Regions from separate parts of the Zea mays genome. Here region 1 is linked to region 2. A link is a contact called in public Hi-C data. All regions are on one chromosome and are shown on one strand. Each heading gives the region's core, a stretch centred on a gene start, on an enhancer-like site or on the middle of the called end of the contact. The rest is flanking DNA. Distances are from core to core; before and after follow the strand shown. Region 1 holds the start of LOC100284627 (PP2A regulatory subunit TAP46). Region 2 has its middle 33 kb from the start of LOC103647110.

Region 1 (2,700 bases), core at 25-2,524, 630 kb before region 2:
GATTTGGTCGGTTGGCGTGGCGACTTGGCCAAGGTTGCTTCTTGGTGAAGACTGGGCCTCGGGCGAGCCGAAGGTGTGTCCGTTGCTGGAGGGGGTCCTCGGGCGAGACGTAGATCCTCCGGGGTCGGCTGCCCTTGCCCAAGGCTGGGCTCGGGCGAGGCGTGATCGCGTCCCTCGAATGGACCGATCCCTGACTTAGTCGCACCCATCAGGCCTTTGCAGCTTTGTGCTGATGGGGTTACCAGCTGAGATTTAGGAGTCTTGAGGGTACCCCTAATTATGGTCCCCGACACACGGCTTGTGGGTAAAGTTGTACCACCTCTGCAGAGTGTAAACCGATATATCAGCCGTGCTCACGGTTATGAGCAGCCTCGACTCCTCACATGATAATTGAACTTGAAGATGGAAATAAATCGAGATCCGATGACCTGCCAATGGTTTTGCTTAAGTGGTTTCACTTAAGTGTTTTTTATATACTCTTATACCTTTGTTTAATGGGAATTCTTGGGATTCACACTTATTAGTAAGACATGTGTTATTAATAAAATGTTGACCAACTAAAATGCTTACTGCTCAACCTTAGCCTCATCTTGTTACCTTGCATTAGTTTTTCCCCCACTTGCTGAGCCCCGACCATAAGTGAGCTCACCCTTGCTTAATTTTGATCAGAAGTTTGCAGATGAAGTTATGATGCTAAGCTCCATGGATGCTAGTCTAGTGATACCCCCGGTCATCTTCCTGTGGATGGATGTCCATGTTTCGCTGTACTTTGATGAATAAAGGTTAAGACATTATGTCTGTTCGAAGTGTAATATGTTAATATAATCTTTATTTACGCTTTTATGCATTGTTCTTTTGATATATTACACTTGTGACGTCAACATATGTGCGGAAATAGATCCTGGCACACATATAGTATGCACCCGGCTCTGCCCCTTTGGAAACGGGTGTGACACATGTTCATCAATTATTCTATAAATGATATGCATATAGTTTCGTTTTGCTAGAATATGGTAGCTCGTTTAGCTCGCGAGCTGGCTCGTTAACGAACCGAGCTGGCTCGTTAACGATCCGAGCTAGAATGTCAGGTCAGCTCGTGAAAAAATTCAAACGAGCCGATCCAAGCCGAGCTAACCATGAACCGAGCAAGCTAGCGAGCCACGAGTATTTCATCGAGACCTAGCCTAAACTAGCCTCATATATGTAGCAATGCGAGTACGTTGCAATTCGTGCGTTCCAGAGTGTTCTCTACATTTTTTAAAGGAACAGTACCCGCAGTGTAACAACTAACAAAGCTTCATTAATTTTTTTAATAAATCTTCCGAGGCGTCCAGCGTCCTCCCGGCGACGACGCTTCCCGAGCTCTCTCCTTCCCGCGACCCTCTCCTCTGCCCCGCTCCACTAGGGTTTTGCCGCAGACCTCTCGCTCGCTTCCGGTTCCGCGAGGCAACCGTCCGACCGGTCGGAATGGTGGATGTGGAGGAGACCGGGAACAAGTTGCAATCGCAGATGCGCCTCCACGCGGAGCCGGAGGACGACGCCGCCGACCTCCCCCTCCCGGCCCTCTTCGATAGGGCGTCGCGGCTCCACGCCCTGGCCTCCAGCTCCGCTCTCGACCAGGTGCCTCCCTCCTCTCTCTTCTGGGAACTGGGGTCGTCTCGCCCTTCTTCCGCTCACCCAGAGATTGAGATCGGGTGAGCGGTGCTTACGCGCTTGGTTTTTTTTTCCGCCGCGCAGGATGGGATCCGCACGGGGGTTGACCTGCTGCGGCGCTGCGACGACATGGTCAGCAAGCTCGGCCTCTTCTCCCCCAACGAGACCAAGGAGGACGTCTCCACAGCAAACCTCAAGTACCTACTGGTATGTCCGTCCCCCTCCCCCTTCAATCTGCTCTGCTCTCCGTACTAGTCCGTGAAACAGGTCGTGATGGTACTAGACGCCTGGTCAGTTTTATTCAGTTGTCAGGACAATTGGAAATCACGCCTGGTCACTTTTATTCAGTTGCGAGTACAATTGCAAATCACAACAGTGCTAGAAAACTTAAGACTTGTTCCAGTGGTTCACATGTTTGATTTTCTTCTGTACACCTCTGATATTTGTTTGCATTTGTAGGTCCCATATTACCTTGCAGAAATGACCGAAAAGATAGCACAGGAGGATCGGATCCCGGTTCTTAAGACGTCACAGGACCATCTGAAGGTTATCAATTTGCCCTGTCACATTGTTTCACTAGGTGTAGCTTTTTAATTCGTTCATAACGAGGGGTCTCTAGCATGGTACTCTGTCATCACGTTACCTCCTTTTTCACCCCACAGGAGTTCATTGCTCTATGTGAAGTACTAGAGCTTATCCCAGAGGATGAGCTAGAATTGTCTAGGCAGAAGCAGCCAGATACTATGACAAACAGAAGAGCGCAGAAGGTGAGACTGAATTACTTCCCATTTAATCTCTCAAGGTATTAATCAGTCAGTCAGTTTCTACTCTGTAATTGGAACACAGTAATATGGGACATGGTTCTCTTGTTGTGCTGAATCTATGACGCACAAGCTGATTTTACTTGTAAGATGTTTAAGGTGGGTCGGTTTTCTGTAGTTCACTATTTATTGTTTATTTTTCAAGGTTGCCCGGTTCAAACGTCAAAAGGCTGCAGAAACGAAGCTCCAAGAGATCAGAGAGAGAAAAGAAAGGCGTGGACGCTCA
Region 2 (2,700 bases), core at 91-2,590:
TTTACCTATTGGGTGAAGATTTTTGCCCAATAACAGACCCACGGGTAGAATATTTAGCCCACATACATACCCTAATAGAGTAAATACTCGTCACTATCACTATATTTTGTATAGACCTATCAGTATAACAGATTGGAACAATATCACGATCCCTCCAACATGCCTGAGTACTATCACTATGACTCGAGATAAACATGTGAGTATTGTGAAATAAGTCGACCTATGTGTCGTTGCCTCGTTGGAGAGTTGTAAAAGATCTTGTATTTGAGTATTACGAAGTTCGCTAGTTGTTTGTTGCATGAGAACTGGAGTTTGTGGTTACATATGCATGTTACATGTTATTTTGGTGAACACATATCGTGTGGATCAATTAATATTTACTATGCAATGTGAATTGAGCAAACTACAAATAAATCTTGTCAACATTTTCCATTTTTTCTGTAAAAAACAACAAAAACCGGTTCGTTTCGCGGTTAACCGGCGGTTTAGAGCGGTTTTTCGTCGGTTTTTCACCGGTAAACCGGTTCGAATTCAAATTGATTTGAATTTGTCAAACCGGTCGGTTTTTACCGGTTTTTACCGGTTTACCGTCGGTAAACCGTTACCGGTGGGTAGCGGTTTTAGTATAGAAAACGGTTTTGTAAACCGTGCTGCTGACACGAGAGGGAGGGAACAAAGTCATGGCCTGTCTTGATGTGACACCTCCTCTGGTTCAGTCCTCCTGCAGCAGCGGCTATCAGGATGCCTGCCTGCTCGCATCGCCGTCCGCTGCCACCTCTGCTCCGAATTATTGGTTCGTTAATCGGGCAGAGCTGATGAGCTGAGATTAGCAGCTTTACTGCACCCACGCTGAAACACATGAGCCAGCCAGCACCATAGCAGGGTGTACATGTGTATAAAATATACGGATATGTATTTTTTTTCTCTGGCACCCCACATAATCCTCCTGAGATATTCTATTTATATGGTCCTAGTAAATCAACTTTTAGAATTGTTTTAAATCAGACTATTTTAAGTAGTGTCAATTTTGTAGAAAAAAAATATTATTATTAATATATAAGATGGATCTCTGGCATTGCTAGACGCTCGACATGCATGCATGACAAAGGAACTTCAATTCCAGTCGTCTGGCAGACCAACAACTGCAGAGGCAGCATGGGGTCCGTGACGAGACTGACGATGTGTATGGAACAACAGGCAAGTGGCGATAGTTACTTTTGTATGGAAATCCATTCCCGTTGGCATGCTTCAGCAAAAAGGGCATCCATGCCATTGCGCCCGCCCCCTGTTTGTTTGTGCATTGGGTTTTGGAGGATGGGATGGGATGGGATACTGTACTGTGTTGTGTTGTGTTGTGTACTGCTGCCACTACCTGTGCCTCGCAGGCTGCTGCCTACCCACCAGGCCACCACCCATTTGACCATCTCCTTGCTTGCCTCTTTCCTTAGACTATCTACATCGCTTTTCTCTAAATTTTGTCTCCTATATCATTTTTTTGCATCACATTATTAATATTTTATCTCTTACTTTTCCATCTCTCGCAACTGTTCTATCTAATTTCTCCACATATACTCCACTACAACCATAAAATATCATTTTTATACCTACTTTTCATCCACTATCAATTTTTTATCTACTAACAATTAGAAGGGGGCCCACGGCTACAGGACGGAGGGAGAGCGAAGGGGCGGCCAGTTGCACGCCACAGCCGGAGGGAGAGACAAGGGGGCGGACAGCTGGCGGGCTTCGCAGGGGCCGTGCTGTGGGTGTGGGGCGCCCTGTAGCCACCATGCAAGGGGAGAGGGTGGGCGCACGGCTACCGCTGCGGACAGCCTTAGGTCCTTGCATTGCATGCTTGGCAACCAGGGCCGGCTCTCGGTTAATCGGTTTTGAAGGGCCATAGGCGAACCTCGATGTTTAGGCCCCTTATTTTTTATGGTCAATAATTGTAATAAAATAGAGAGGAAATTATAACACTAAATTAATGGTAAATTGTTACGAATATCTTAAGTGAGAATAAAATATAGAGTATTCCAAATATCGATGCTTAGGCTCTAGGGGGCCGTCCCTTCCACCTAGCCCTAGAGCTGGCCCTGTTGGCAACAACTCAACACACGAAGACCATGATGGCAGAGGTGGACAGGCCTGAGAGTGAGTTGATGGGACGTTGTAATAAAAGTTGTTCATTTGGCTTTAATCTGAAACGGTTTTTACTGAGTGTTTTATCTCTATAGATTATAGTTGCACTAATCTAAATAGTTGACTTTAATCCGAAACGAACAACATGCAAGCTCGATTCTCCGCGCGCGTGCGTGCATGGCTGGAGACGAGACGGCGACAGCGGCTACGTATACTCCTGCCTACGTATACTCTTGTCGGCTGGTGCTACTATACACGCATGGCAGTCGCAACTGGTGAATGAACACAAAACGAGACGCATCATTCATGAATCATCGCCGCTGCTCTTCAAAACATCAGTATTTCGCCGCACCGACTAATAAGTGGAGAACGCATTAGGAAGGTGCAATCACTCTATCCATCTAAATCCATGTGTTTGGTTACGCATATCAAAAGAGCCAGACTCCTCGCATGCATTAACTATAGTTCGAAGTGTGTTTGGTTCGCTACATTCATAAAACTAGGCTCGGGTGAACCCTAGCATTATTTGTTTGCATGAGGAGAAAAACTACCAGAATCCGG

What was found. Hi-C and Micro-C count contacts between places; a contact is called where the count stands out from the background.
Region 1: a contact with region 2 is called in a Hi-C map of ear, with 1.7 times the contacts expected there. The contact joins the promoter of LOC100284627 here to the enhancer-like site in region 2. A contact is called at or near these places in 2 of 25 Hi-C or Micro-C datasets (ear and tassel).

The regions. Positions count from the first base shown.
Region 1 is chr2:151,395,482-151,398,181 of Zm-B73-REFERENCE-NAM-5.0, reverse strand. It overlaps LOC100284627 (PP2A regulatory subunit TAP46), which reads left to right and starts at 1,274. Exons shown (of 9, transcript NM_001157522.3): 1 at 1,274-1,620; 2 at 1,738-1,860; 3 at 2,113-2,199; 4 at 2,316-2,420; 5 at 2,620-2,700. The coding sequence starts at 1,468.
Region 2 is chr2:150,769,446-150,772,145 of Zm-B73-REFERENCE-NAM-5.0, reverse strand. No RefSeq gene overlaps it. Among protein-coding and RNA genes, the nearest start is that of LOC103647110, 33 kb to the right of the region's middle. Within about 2 kb of position 1,340, at least 16 of the 20 cell types and tissues checked have an H3K27ac peak or open chromatin away from gene starts, as enhancers often do. A contact at or near this core is called in ear and tassel, where this site is marked.